3 separate regions of the Sus scrofa genome follow, and regions 1 and 3 are each linked to region 2. The links are chromatin contacts, called in public HiChIP or PLAC-seq and promoter capture Hi-C maps. All regions are on one chromosome and are shown on one strand. The core of a region is the stretch at or near the end of the contact, and the rest is flanking DNA. Distances in the headings are between cores, read along the strand shown.

Region 1 (4,934 bases), core at 1,616-4,115, 310 kb after region 2:
CGGTAACAGGTGTCAAAGCGCCTCATGCCAATGTCACGGCTGATGGATGGTTGAGCCCAGGAGCAGTCTGGAATTTTTTTTTTTTTTTCTTTTCACCTTGTGGGCATTGTGATTGCTAGGAATTCATGGCAATTCACAATTGTTCCTTTGTGAGCCCAGTCGTCCCAGTGGGAAATGTTATAAAAGGCAAGATGCACATCTGGGAAAATGCAGCCCTGGCTTAGCCTCCGGCGTCTTTGGTTACAGAGCAGAGGCCTCCTGAGCGGGCCGTGCTGTGGCCCAGCAAAGTGGATTTCTTCCCGGCTCTTGGCCACTGCTTTGTAGTCCGGTAGCTTTCATCGTATTTGACGAGGAGTATCGTGCTCATGGGCACACACCTGAGTTGGATCCCAGCTCTGCTAGTTGCTAGCTCTCCGGTCTGGCTCCTCATTAGCCAAACGGGAAGAGTCTTGTGAGCTTATCCTGAGCTTAGCAGGACGTTGAAGCGAGGCTGTCACATAAGTATTTACTTACCTACGTCTTGGTAAGTATTTAATAAAAGGTAGCAATTTCTGCCGCCACCACGGCTCCTGTTCCCACAGTATCCTACGCCTGTTTTAGAATCGTGAACGTTTCAGCCAAGGTGTGGAGAGGGCCAGGTCCCCCATCCAGCATTCCTTCCAGCACATCATGCTGCTTCTGTGTCACAGGTGGGGTCCCTGCCTGGGGGCCTCCTAATCCCAGGCCTGTGAAGCTCAGGGGTTTATAAATGGGAGGACCTGCCCTCAATCCTTTCTGGGGCAAGGGAGGCTGTATGGGAGATAGTACTGGTTGAGACCCATTGGGATTTTTGTAGGTTCTTGGTATGACTCTGCCTGCTTGTACGTTTCCACGTGATCTTCTTTGTCTGACTTGGTCCTTTGCTCCTGCAAACACAGCGGAAGAGTCATTCAGGTGGTCTGAGGCTTAAGTTTCCACTGGATTTTTCTGATGGGTCTCTAGCCAGAACAGAAGAAATTAAAACTAGACTCCTGCCATTTGCGATGCCAATCTGTTCTCGCCGTGGTTTCATTTTAGTATTTGTACAATTTGGAGAAGAGCTGGGTGCTTTTGAGCGACCTGATCAATAGACTCCAGATGAGAGGATAGTCACCTGGAGAAGACCAGGCTTTTCACATCTTCAGGAGCTTAGCTTAGCTGATAAATGCGACCGCACGGCTCCCTCGAAGACTCGGCTCCTTAGAAGTGGAGATAGACTTTCCAAGCAAGGTGTGGTGCTCAGTACCTACCGGGGAAATGGGAGAGGGCCTGCCAGGATGCGACCGACAGCGTTCCCCAGCAGTGTCCCCGCCTCAGATCCTCTGTCACAGAGTTTTTAAAGGGGAAGCTGCTGCCTTTCAACACTCTTCTCCGAGAATGTGTGCTCCAGGGTAAACGCAATATTTGCAACTTTGGAGTTTTCCTGTCTCTGCTCTTTTCTGACTGCTGTGCCTTAGAGCCCAGAGAAGACCCAGAGGCCATCCGTGGTTTTCCTGTGAGAGCACGGGAGTGGGGACACCTCCCCCACTCCAGTGAAGCAATGCCCCAGAGCAAAGGGGAAGCTCAGGGGACATGTCACCCCACAGCCGCTCCGGACAATTTCTCTTTAAGAACTCTCATGTTCTGCAGGAATTTTTTTTTTTTCTTCCCCTAAACACAATACCCTCTGAAAAGGTTGTTTATCTCCTTGGTGGAGGGAATAAAAAAAGTTACTGTTTTTGAAGACCAAGCTAGAAAATATCTAGAAAACAAATGTTTGACACTTTCTAAAAGAAGCCTTTAAGGGAAATTTGGAACACAAGGCGGTGGTTGGCCAGCGCAGTGCCTTCTCTGCCATCCCCGACTGCACCCCAGGGTTTCAGCTCTTCTTCCTACTTGTTCCTTCACCTCGTGTCCTTTTAGGGAAAATTCCAGATATTTTATCTGCACATGGTTCAGAATATCATCTTTAAGAGCTAAGGATTCTTCCTTAAAATCATACTGACATAGTTTATAAATGTATTATCTTCTTTCTAGGAAAAAAAGACTATTACTGAAAGTAGAAGCAAAAAAATCACCCGTGGTCCCTTCACCTCTCCACCACTGTGAAGATTTCAATATATTTCTGTACAGATGAGAAAAAAAATAACTCGAAGGGATTTTTCTCCTTTCCCTACCCTATGATCTAAACTTTGTGAGCAACTTTGAGCTTATTAGATTTATTAGACCTAAGATGAGATTATTAGCACCGTGACATAGGAAACACTTTCTTTATCAGAGAGAAAAAGCCAGGTACAGGCAGCCGTATATTTTGGGAAGATTTTTCTTCAAGTAAGGAGCCATTTTTTTTTGTTTTTAAATGGCAAGTACTCTAATTTATAGAAATTCAGCTTTTCTGAAACACCAATCTTTAAAAATAATTCGGTAGCGTGTCGAGTGACTTTACCGGTACGGGAACTAAATTGTTGCTGACAAACGTGACTGTATGAATGTTTCAGCCCTTTGTCTGGAGAGAGATCTGCCTGCTCTAAAAGCAGCATCACAGCAAAGGGGATTTTGAATGTTAGCATGAACCGTTTTCTCAGCTCTTATTTTATGACCCATTTCTCTGGAAACAAGAAATTGATCACCTTAGACAATTTCCATAATGCCATACATTTAACAATTCATCCGTAGGGGCTTGAAATAAAAATGAATCTGGCTAACAACAGCAATGGATTTAAATGAAACGGAGGAGAAAGAAAGAGAACCTTACCGACACACAATAGAACCAGACTGATTTCCAGACCGAGAGTGATGGTGCCTCCGTTCACAGTGGCCATCTCTGTGTGTGTGCGTGTGTGTGTGTGTGTGTGTGTGTGTGTGTGAATGTGTGTGAGTGTGAGTGTGTGAGGTGGGGGAGTGTTTAAAGAGCCTTGGCTGCCACTGCTGCTGCTTTTTTTAGAAAGGAAGAAGGAGGAGAGAGGAACTGTTATTAAGGAACCATAATCAGGAACTTTTTGAAATTGTGTAACAATTGTTGGTAACCTAGTTTCACCATTTAAAATGGAGATTTTTTTTTTTAAGCCTCCAGCACATTTCTGAATGTTCATGGGGTCCCTTTTTCTTGGGTTTTGCAAATCCTCGAAAGTGTTCCATGTGGCGAGTGAGCTTTTGTTTTAGAGGTGGTGCCTATTCCCAGGAAGTAGTCTTCCACCGGTAATTTGTCCTGTCCATTTCCAGGCTAGTTCAGTTGTGGGCTGACTTGAAAAAGGGAATTTATTGCAAGGATTTGGGGGTAGCTTGGAGAGTCATTGGGAAGACTGGAGACACGTGTATGGGTCTACAGGCAAGAAAATTGCTCTTAGACATGCTGTAAAACCTATCTGGGGGGTTCCCGCTGTGGCTCAGGGGTAATGAATCTGACCAGTATCCCTGAGGATGCGGGTTCGATCCCTGACCTCCCTCAGTGGGTTAACGATCCAGTGTTGCCGTGAGCTGTGGTGTAGGTCACAGATGTGGTTTGGATCCCGTGTGGCTGTGGCTGTGGCATAGGCTGGCAGCTGTAGCTCCAGTTCGGCCCCTAGCCTGGGGACTTCTATGATGCCTTGGTTGCGGCCCTAAAAAGCAAAAAAACCCACCTGATCTGAAGAGCACACTGCTGCCCCCAAGCACTTGATGCTGCAGCATGGACCAAAGCCTGTCAGTACTGCTCAGCGCTGCCCCAGCCTCCTGGTCTAACACCACTGCTCCGCCTCCCTGGAGAACAAACCTCGAGTCCCCACTTGGGGTTGTTAGCTTTTCCTTCCAGGTCTCAGGCGATTGTGTGTGAACTTAGGTCATGTTCCAGTGCCTTAGCTGCAAGAAAGGCGGGGAAAGCTGCTTCCCCAGGCGGTGCCTCCCTCTAGGAAGAGGGGTGCTGGGCCACCGAAAAGCACGCAAAATCTTTCCACTGTAGTGTTTGTACTCTTGGCACCTGTTGATTATATATTTGTCTCATTTACTGAAAGCTATCCTCCTCAGTCTGAATTTAGTAACATTTTTTTTTGTCTTTAGCCTTTTCTAGGGCCGCTTCCTGTGGCATATGGAGGTTCCCAGGCTAGGGGTCGAATTGGAGCTGTAGCCACCGGCCTACGCCAGAGCCACAGCAACACGGGATCCGAGCCGCGTCTGCAACCTACACCACAGCTCACGGCAACACCGGATCGTTAACCCACTGAGCAAGGCCAGGGATCGAATCCGCAACCTCATGGTTCCTAGTCGGATTCGTTAACCACTGCGCCACAATGGGAACTCCTAGTAACACTTTTAATATTATTGTGTATTGTTTACATCATCAGAGCATCTGTAAGCACCTCCAGATTTATATATAACACAGTGTGTGTCCTAGTATTTCCAAGAAATACTAGGTTGATTCATCCACTATAGTGTGTTAACCCCTCTCTAGTTCTGGAGCTTCACATTTGTGAAATTGTTCGGAAAAGTTAGAAAGTGGGATTGAGCGCCTTTGAACAACACACTGAATGATGTTTTTATAAATTAAAATCCTTTGCTAGCCTGCTTTTATTTTCAGCCTGATAAACCTCTCTAGTTAATTTGTTGCATAATTTAACATGAGTGGCATTTTCGTGGGTTTATCCAAAACCCGCTTTGAAATTTTGTTACTCTCTGCTTCAGGTTTGCAGTCTTTAATGAGCAGTTTTCCAACCACATTAACCCTTGCTCCCCAGTCAGTCTAAAGGAGGGTGATTCCTGAAACTGTCAGAGAAATTGTGGGCTTTGGATCCAGTTAAACCAGGGTTCGCATTTCTTTTTTTCTCTCTTTTTTTAGGGCCGCACTCGCGGCATATGGAGATTCCCAGGCTAGGGCTCCACTCGGAGCTACAGCTGCCGCCTACACGACAGCAACATCAGATCCGAGCCAAGTCTATGACCTACACCATAGCTCACGGCAACGC
Region 2 (4,609 bases), core at 2,040-4,539:
TGCTGAGACTCTAAGCTAAGAAAGCAAAGCACAAATTAGAAAATAAAACCACCTTTCATTTCTCTACCCAGTGAAACTCTGACAATGCTTTGGTCAAAGAAAGTGCTTTTTCGGATGGCCAAAAAAACACATGAAAAGATGCTCAGCATCATTAATTATTAGAGACATGCAAGTCAAAACCACAAAGAAGTATCACCTCGCACCAGTCAGAGTGGCCATCAACAGAAAGTCCCCAAACAGTAAATGCAGGAGACGGGGTAGAGAAAACTACACTGTTGGTGGGAATGTAAATTGGTACAACCACCATGGAGGTTCCTTAAAAGACAGAATATAGGAATTCTTGTCATGGCGCAGTGGTTAAGGAATCCGACTGGGAACCAGGAAGGTGCAGGTTCGATCCTGGGCCTCCCTCAGTACATGAAGGATGTGGTGTAGGTTACAGATATGGCTCAGATCCAGCATGGTTACAGCTCCAATTCCACCCCTAGCCTGGGCGCCTCCACATGCTGTGGGTGTATGGTGCAATTTTGACTCTTGCCAAAAAGCCAGAGGAGTTTTCTCAAGGTAAGTAAAGGAGCCAACAGTTCAAACCAGAATGATATATGTCTTTCAGGTCTTGTGTTTTCAGAAACTTGTAGCATAGACGCCAAAGGGTAAAACACTCAGCCATGGGTCTCAGGACCATTCCTTTTTTTTCTTTCTTTCTTTCTTCTTTTTTTTTTTTTTTTTTCATTCCCCTCATCACCTTGTGAAATGCTACCTCTCTGTCACCCGTTCTCCAAGCCTCATAAACTTGAACCTAGTCCCTGCAGAGGCCCTGGCTGCTGGTAAACTGAAGAACTTCACTCTCCCAGTGGGACCTGCATTTTTAGGGTCCACAAAAACGGAAGAGGCAAGGCTTAGGGACAGGACGCTGGAGGGGTCCGTATATACCTGGACCTGGGTCCAATCCTGGTTCTGCCACTTACTAACTCTGTTACCTTGGGAGGGTCACTCACCCTGTCTCCCGCCTCCTTGTGTACAAAGTGGGCAAAATAAGAGGGTCGTGATGAGAATTAAAAGAGAGAAGGTCTGTAAAGTGGTTACCACTGTGCCTGACACAAAGTGAATGGCCTGTAAATATCAGCTCTTATGACAACCCCAAAAAGGTGCATCAAAGCAGGCGTTACAAATGACAGGTGGCCCTTGACAACAGAAACATGTTTACAAGCTAGTGTTCAGGGAAAGCAAGGAGCAATAGATAAGAGTCTACTCTTGTTAGGAAAATGTAAATAGCCTACATGGATACCTAGATAGCAGCTCTGTCTCTGGCCTGCCCACACTTGTTTCTCTGTGTCTGCCTGGGACTCACCTGAACACTCAGCACTCCCTCCAGTTCCATGGGAGAATTTGGTCACACCATTCCAGGCTTTGACCAAAGAACTCTTTGGGGTGTAGGGAGGGGGCTATGTCTCACATCCCACCACAAACTGTTTAAACAGCCCCCACAAGCCATCACCCAACTGGGAGCTTTTCCCCATCCTTCTCAAATCACCTGGCTGCTTCCGCATGGGGCCGTCCCTCCATCCTACCTGCAGGAGAAGAGGGGGGGTCCTTCAAATTTCTCTCTCTCTCTCTTTTTTTAACCCCAAACCAGCAGGAGCCCTGAAATAAAGATGCCCTTTACCAAGAAGAGCCACCTTGGACATCTGCTGGGCAAATGTATCTCTAAAGCCTCATTTTTAAAAATCATTTTTATTTTTTCCATTGTAGTTGGTTTACAGTGTTCTGTCAATTTTCTACTGTACAGCAAAGCGACCCAGTCACATACACACACACGTATATTCTTTTTCTTACATTATCCTCCATCATGTCCATCACAAGTGACTAGATATAGTTCTCTGTGCTACACAGCAAGATCTCATTGCTTATCCCCTCCAAATGCAGTAGTTTGCATCTATGAACCCCAAGCTCCCAGTCCATCCCACTCCCTCCCCCACCTTGGTAACCACAAGTCTGTTCTCCAAGTCCATGCATTTCTTTTCTGTGACAAGCTTCATTTGTGCCGTATATTAGATTCCAGATATAAGCGACATCCTACGGTATTTGTTAAAGCCTCATTTTTATGATCTGTAGAGTAAAGCTAGTGAGACCTACCTCTAGGGTTGGTGTGAAGAGGAATGAGATAAATCACTCGATAAACATCACTGTTACTTTTATTTCTAAGAGTTGTGAAATTTCTAAAATTTCCCTAGAAGGTTTATCTGGAAGAATATCCATGTGTGCACAGTAGTTATCATTCGTTTTATTGCCTTTTCTTCTTTATAACTTTTCATATCTATTCATTCATATCACAGGCATTTATTAAGCACTTACTATGTGCCAGGCCATGTGCTAACAGGAATACAGACAGCAATGTACTAGGCAGGTCAGGGACCTCTAGAGATGATATTAAACAATTATACACATTCCTACTGTATAGCATAGAGAATTGTATCCAGTCTCTTGAGATAGACACCATGGAAGATGATATAAGAGACAGAATGTATGTACATGTGTGACTGGGTTGCTTTGCTGTACAGCAGAAATTGGCACAACATTATAAATTGAAAACATTTAAAAGTTAGTGTTCCTGACGTGGCGCCCCGGAAACAAATCCAACTAGGAACCATGAGGTGGCAGGTTTGATCCCTGGCTCACTCAGTGGGTTAAGGATCTGGCATTGCCGTGAGCTGTGGTGTAGGTCGCAGACGTGGCTCAGATCCAGCGATGCTGTGGCTGTGGCGTGGGCCAGCAGCCTTAGCTCGGCTCAGAGGCCTAGCCTGGGAACCTCCATATGCCAGTGGGTGGGGCCCTAAAAAGACAAAAATAAAGAATAGAAAAATTATACACATGATTGCCGTAGTCATAAGCGCCTAAGTTTTTACGAAGCAGAAATCCGGGGTGGGATGGGGGGGCGATCCATTCTTGATAAAAATATTTTAAGGTTATGCTTAGAGAAGTACCAACGACGACATGCGATCACTCTTTGGAAAGGACTTGAATACAGAACGAGGCAGCCAGCTATGGAGGATGGTAAGGTGCGGTGCGCAAGGGAGGAGTTGGCTGTCCCTTGGCGGGTCAGTGCCAGGCCCTCCCCACCCGATGGGCCCTGAAGCCGTATACTCAGCAGGCTGGGGAGCTGGGGACGGAGCGCCGGCAGGTCCACGCGGCGGCTGCAAAAGCGGTGACGGCCACGGGAGGGCGGCCACGTGAACGATGCACCGAGTGCCCGCCCGGCCGTGGCCCCGCCCCTGCCTGCCTCCTCCTACCCAAGCCCCAGCTCCAGCTCGGCTCCAGTGGGGATCCGCCGCCCGCACACCCAGCGCTGCAGCCGCCCCAGCTCCGCAGACAGTGGTCTGCGCCCGCGCCCTTGGAACGCGCCCCCAGCACACGGGATCCTTCCAGCAGCCCCGCGTGCCCCCTTGCGCCCCGGGATCGGTCCGGCGGCCGCAGCTGCCTCCTTGGAGCGCCCGCCTGCGCGCCCGGCTCTCCGCTCCCCGGCGCTCTCGGGGGGCCCGCCCGCCCTGCACCCTGGAGCACCGGGCCACGAGCTTCTGCCAGCTCCTCTGGATCCTCGCGGCCGTGAGCAGCGGCTGCCTCGCCTGTCCGCCCGGAGCAGGTAGGTGGGGTGGCGGTTGGCTCTGAGAGCCGGGATCGGGCGCTGCAAACAGGCTGGGGCTTAAAAGTGAGGACCCAGGCGGAAGGGACGGGTGAGGGTTAGGCTCTTCGGGGCTCAGTGTTTGCTTCTGTAAAATGGGGCCGTCGTGCAGATTCACGGCAGTGACTATAGGAAAACTACTCGGCACGTGATGGTGTGGGAGAGGCAGCTTGGGGGCCGCCAGCCGGGGCGCCTCGGGGCCCGCAGAGGGTGGGGACAGCCCTGCCTTCCTTCCCCTGCAGGGCCCAGAGCCACGTCCCCTTCCCCGGCCCCCGAACAAGAGGCCCTAATTCCCAGAACCCCGAGGACAGTGTAGACGCGCCCTTGCTGCATTGTTGGCTGCGGGAGTTCGGGTGTTGGCAGTCTCCGGGGACGTGTGCGCCAAGAGACTGGGCATTAATATGCGGGCGGCGACGCGGGGGCGGGAGCCTACCGGGTGAGTCCCGGCCTAGATCCGCTCCGCGGGCCTGGGGGAACGCGGGGAACCAGCCTGGTTGTCCGGCTAGTGAGAGGGAGGGGGGCTGCTCCGTCTGCCCCGTGGGGACGCGGTGTGAGAGCCTGACTTCTGGGACCTCCACCCTGGAAGCTGCCTGCCTTGGGGCCCATCAGCCAGGACATTGTCCACCCCCTCTGATTTTACGGAGGAGGAACTTGAGGCTCAGAATGAGCCAAGGGCAGATACCCGGAACTGTGGGAATATAGAGCGAGCAGGTGAGAGCGGAGAGCAAACGCTGTGTGTGTGTGTGTTGGGGGGAAGGTTATTGGGCAAGACTTCCTGAAGAAAGTGATGCTTGAGCTGAGCTGGAAAGGATGCCAGTGGGAGGAGGAAGGGTATAGGGGTGGAGTTGTGCAGGTGTCTTCTCCCTCTGTGGGCTCCACAACACCTCACATTCATTCTTTTGGCTCACGTGTGTATTCAACAAATATATT
Region 3 (4,252 bases), core at 336-2,835, 270 kb after region 2:
ATGTCCTCTCATGAATCAGTACCTCATTCCTTTCTGTGGTTGAATAGTGTTCTGTAGAATGGACCAGTCCCCTCTCGTTTATCCATTCATCACTCCCCCTCTCGTTTATCCATTCATCACTCGATGGACATTGGAGTTGCTTCTACTTTTCGGTAGTTATGAATCATGCTGCTATGGCATCGATGTTTGTATCCCACAAATGGGCAGGACGAACCTAAATTTCACCCTTTTATTTTTTTATTTTTTGTTTTTTTTGTCATTTCTTGGGCCGCTTCCGCAGCATATGGAGGTTCCCAGGCTAGGGGTCGAATCGGAGCTGTAGCCACTGGCCGACACCACAGCCACAGCGACTCGGGATCCGACTCGGGATCCCAGCTGCGTCCGCAATGCCAGAGCAAGGCCAGGGATCGAACCCGCAACCTCATGGTTCTTAGTCGGATTTGTTAACCACTGAGCCACAACAGGAACTCCTCACCCTTTTATCTTTAAAGAGAAGGGCTTGGCTCCTTTTTATTCTGTAGCACATTCTGTCCAGTAAGCATTTTCTTTTCTGCAAGATTTGTGCGGCATTTAGGTTCAACCGCATGTGTTAACGTTGATGAATTGAGAGAAATGCTGTTAAAAACTTGAGTTTTCCGTTTGGCCCTTGCAAGTATTATGTGCAGTTAATGGTGCCAGTTCTTGCTTAGTCCTGGAAGTCAGGGTCCGTTATTGTTCTCATGGTCCATTTACAAGTGGGTGCCAAGGAATTCTTAGCTCCTCTGTTCCACTTGAATGCCTTCTTGTCCACATTAATAGAATGTACCTGATTGCCTATTACCAAGGTAATGGCTTTCATCTTGATTAGTCATTTCAGAGGATTTGAAAAAAAAAAAAGGTAGAATGGTCTTAGTATTACAGAGTTCAGAATGTGAACCAGGAGGTCAGGACTGTAATAAAAAATGGTCTATGACCTGCACTGGGGCATAACTTCAGGCACAATGAGTATTAAGCGTTAGTTAATGATTAAATCCTGAACATTTTCAGACCAAGGAAAAAAGGTATAGGCCGTGCATGTACGAAGCTTTATAACTTGTCAAGTAGAGTGGGAAAAATAAAAATAGCGTCATGTTCAAGCAGTTTTGGTAACAGTGTTTGATGGCCAAATAACACAAATCAGTCAACAATTGGAAAGATTTGGTTTATCTACTTAGGGCACAGATTTGTAAAAAGCTTATTAGTTGGTCTTTGTCATTTTATTGTATTTATTTATTTATTTTTCTTTTTAGGGCTGCACCCCCCCCCCCCGGCATATGGAGGTTCCCAGGCTACTTTGACCCCGACGCCCAGCCACAGCAACGCAGGATCTGAGCCACATTTGCAGCCTACACCATGGCTCGTGGCAACACCGGATCCTTATCCTTAAACCCTCCGAGCGAGGCCAGGGATCCGAACCTGCATCCTCATGAATGCTAGTCAGATTTGTTTACCACTGAGCCACACTGGGAACTCCAGTCTTTGAAATTTTAAAGCACTTGTTTGCTTCTTTGTATTAGATTATAACTGGTTCCTTTCAGTGTTAGTGTCAGGAATGTTGCTCAAGATTTCATTCAATATTAGGCAAGCTTAGGATGACTGTAAAATGGTGCAAGCAGTTACAGGACACCTCCTGCTGATGAATGGGCTTTTCTTTTTTTTTTTTTTTTTTTTGGCTTTTTGCTATTTCTTGGGCCGCTCCCGCGGCATATGGAGGTTCCCAGGCTAGGGGTCCAATCGGAGCTGTAGCCACCGGCCTACGCCAGAGCCTCAGCAACGCGGGATCCGAGCCGAGTCTGCGACCCACACCACAGCTCACGGCAAGGCCAGATCGTTAACCCACTGAGCAAGGGCAGGGACCGAACCTGCAACCTCACGGTTCCTAGTCGGATTCATTAACCACTCTGCCACAATGGGAACTCTGAATGGACGTATTTTTCAGGGGAGGCAGATTACTTTTGGCTCCTTATTAGGAGAAATTGATTACTTCTTAGCAGATAATGGATTCATAGTAACTGGTCTACAGTTTTCATCGTGGTCCTTAACGGCTTTAGTTTACTTCATTAGGACATATTAGAGGACTTGATCTCATTGTTATTATTGTTATAGGAGTCTCTCTCTTTTTTTTTTTTTTTTTTTTTTTTTTTTGGTCCCTTTAGGGCCGCACCCCTGGTGTATGGAGGTTCCCAGGCTAGGGGTTGAATCAGAGCTGTAGCCACTGGCTGACACCACTGCCACAGCAAAGCCAGATCCGAGCTGCATCTGTGACCTACATCACAGCTCATGGCAACTTAACCCACTGCGCGAGGCCAGGGATTGAACCTGAGTCCTCATGGATGCTAGTCAGATTTGTTTCTGCTGAGCCATGACGGGAACTCCTGTGATAGGAGTCTCTTGTGTGTCTGGTCCCATATTGAGGATTTGCCTGCTTTATCTTGTTTAATCTTCTCCATAAGCCATCAGGATGGATAGTGACATCTCTAGTGTACAGATGAATTTACAGAAGCTGAGAGATTATGTGAGCTTACATAACAGGAGTGGCTGATCCGGGACTTGGTGATGGGCTGACTTTAAAGCTGCTGTGCTCTGCAGTTGGCTCCCCCCTCTCTGGTGAACTCAGAATGAAAATGAGAATCATTTATTATGCAAGATTACATATACTTCATCCACAGTTGAGGTTCTTTTTTTTTTTTTTTTTCCCTTCTTTATTGGGCTGAACTCGCAGCATATGGAGGTTCCCAGGCTAGGGCTCCAATTGGAGCTACGGCTGCCAGCCTCCACCACAGCCACATCAGTTCAGAGTCACATCTGCAACCTACACCACAGCTCACAGGAACGCCGGATCCTTAACCCGCTGTGCGAAGCCAGGGACTGAACCTACGTCCTCATGGATGCTAGTGGGATTCATTTCCGCTGAACCACGGTGGGAATTCCCACAGTTGAGCTTCTTGAATTTTGTTCTAAAAAGTGCATGCTGGTTAGAGCCTGTTTCTGGAAATCTGCTTCATAGTGTGTTATTACTTTGTCTCTTCATTGATCGCCATGTAGCCTTAAATAACTTAATCTTTCCCAAGCTCATCTGGCCCCTGTCTGTTAGAATGTTGCAGGACCTGGTAGAGCACACCTCCGTATTTCTAAAGGTCTCTATGTAGCCTACAAGTAGGGCAGTGTAACAGGGCCACTGGCATGTTACATTCTGCTCCTTACTCTGCCTTTGATTGATTTGGTGGTTTCGAGTTAAATCATTGCTTTGTGTGACTGTTCTCTTATCTAAAAACAAGGTTAGGAGTTCCCGTGGTGGCTCAGTGGTTAACAAATCCGACAAGGAACCATGAGGTTGAGGGTTCAATCCCTGGTCTTGCTCAGTGGGTTAAGGATCCGTGAGCTGTGGTGTAGCTTGCAGACGCGGCTCGAATCCCGCGTTGCTGTGGCTCTGGCATAGGCCAGTGGCTACAGCTCCGTTTGGATCCCTAGCCTGGGAACCTCCATATGCCTCGGGAGCAGCCCAAGAAATAGCTAAAAAGACAAAAAAATAAAAATAAAAAAATAGAAACAAGGTTAATATTGGTAGTTATTGCCTTCTCATGTTGAATCGCGGTGAAGGAGGGGCCCACAGAGCTTTCCCAAGCTGGGGTGCAGGGGCTGTAATGGCAGAAGTGGTGGACTAGGAGTCAGCTCTTGGCTCTGCTGCCTGCGGAGCTGCGTGACTCGCAAACCTCCCGCCCCCACTCCCTCTACTCCCTCGAGGGTTATGAGAATTAAATGGGAAATTTTGTAGAAGGAAGTGTTCCTGCTTTATAGGTCATATGAGTGGGAGATCCGAGGATTATCTTCAAAGTGCCATGAGATTGTAACATTTAGAAATCATAGATTTAATGTAGTCTTTTGTTCGTTTGTTTTTGGACTTCTTAGGTGAGACTTCCATTGGAGGTTTTCATTTTTCTTCATCTTCTTTTTTTTTTTAGTGGTATGTGTGCAACAGAGAGAAATTATGTGAATCACTCCAGGCTGTCTTTGTTCAGAGTTACCTTGATCAAGGAACACAGATCTTCTTAAACAACAGCATTGAGAAATCGGGCTGGCTATTTATCCAATTATATCATTCTTTTGTGTCATCTGTTTTTAGCCTGTTTATGTCTAGAACATCTATCAATGGGTAAGTGAATCTTGTTTTTTTTTTTCTTTATCCTCAGGTCTAAAAAAAGAAAAAGAAAAGTTACCTTGTAGAGATGTTGAG

Evidence for each region. Promoter capture Hi-C pulls out the DNA fragments that hold promoters and counts their contacts. HiChIP or PLAC-seq counts read pairs in DNA pulled down with a chosen protein or histone mark.
Region 1: a contact with region 2 is called in a promoter capture Hi-C map of fetal liver, with 2.5 times the contacts expected there. The contact joins the promoter of IGSF6 here to the promoter of EEF2K in region 2. A contact is called at or near these places in 1 of 5 promoter capture datasets (fetal liver), 1 of 47 Hi-C or Micro-C datasets (alveolar macrophages) and 1 of 2 datasets of contacts at active chromatin or transcription factors (alveolar macrophages).
Region 3: an H3K27ac HiChIP or PLAC-seq map of alveolar macrophages shows a contact between it and region 2. The contact joins the enhancer-like site here to the promoter of EEF2K in region 2. A contact is called at or near these places in 2 of 5 promoter capture datasets (fetal liver and liver), 4 of 47 Hi-C or Micro-C datasets (embryonic fibroblasts, fibroblasts, mesenteric adipose tissue and 1 more) and 1 of 2 datasets of contacts at active chromatin or transcription factors (alveolar macrophages).

What each region holds. Positions count from the first base shown.
Region 1 is chr3:23,671,093-23,676,026 of Sscrofa11.1, reverse strand. It overlaps IGSF6 (immunoglobulin superfamily member 6), which reads right to left and starts at 2,865. Exons shown (of 6, transcript NM_001243387.1): 1 at 2,753-2,865. The coding sequence starts at 2,819. All of the region lies in intron 4 of METTL9 (methyltransferase like 9), which reads left to right.
Region 2 is chr3:23,978,911-23,983,519 of Sscrofa11.1, reverse strand. EEF2K (eukaryotic elongation factor 2 kinase) reads left to right here and starts at 3,289. Exons shown (of 19, transcript XM_003124551.6): 1 at 3,289-3,640.
Region 3 is chr3:23,704,399-23,708,650 of Sscrofa11.1, reverse strand. METTL9 (methyltransferase like 9) reads left to right here. Exons shown (of 5, transcript NM_001243367.1): 2 at 3,981-4,171. Among named protein-coding and RNA genes, the nearest start is that of METTL9, 14 kb to the left of the region's middle. Within about 2 kb of position 1,585, at least 6 of the 83 cell types and tissues checked have an H3K27ac peak or open chromatin away from gene starts, as enhancers often do. A contact at or near this core is called in alveolar macrophages, where this site is marked.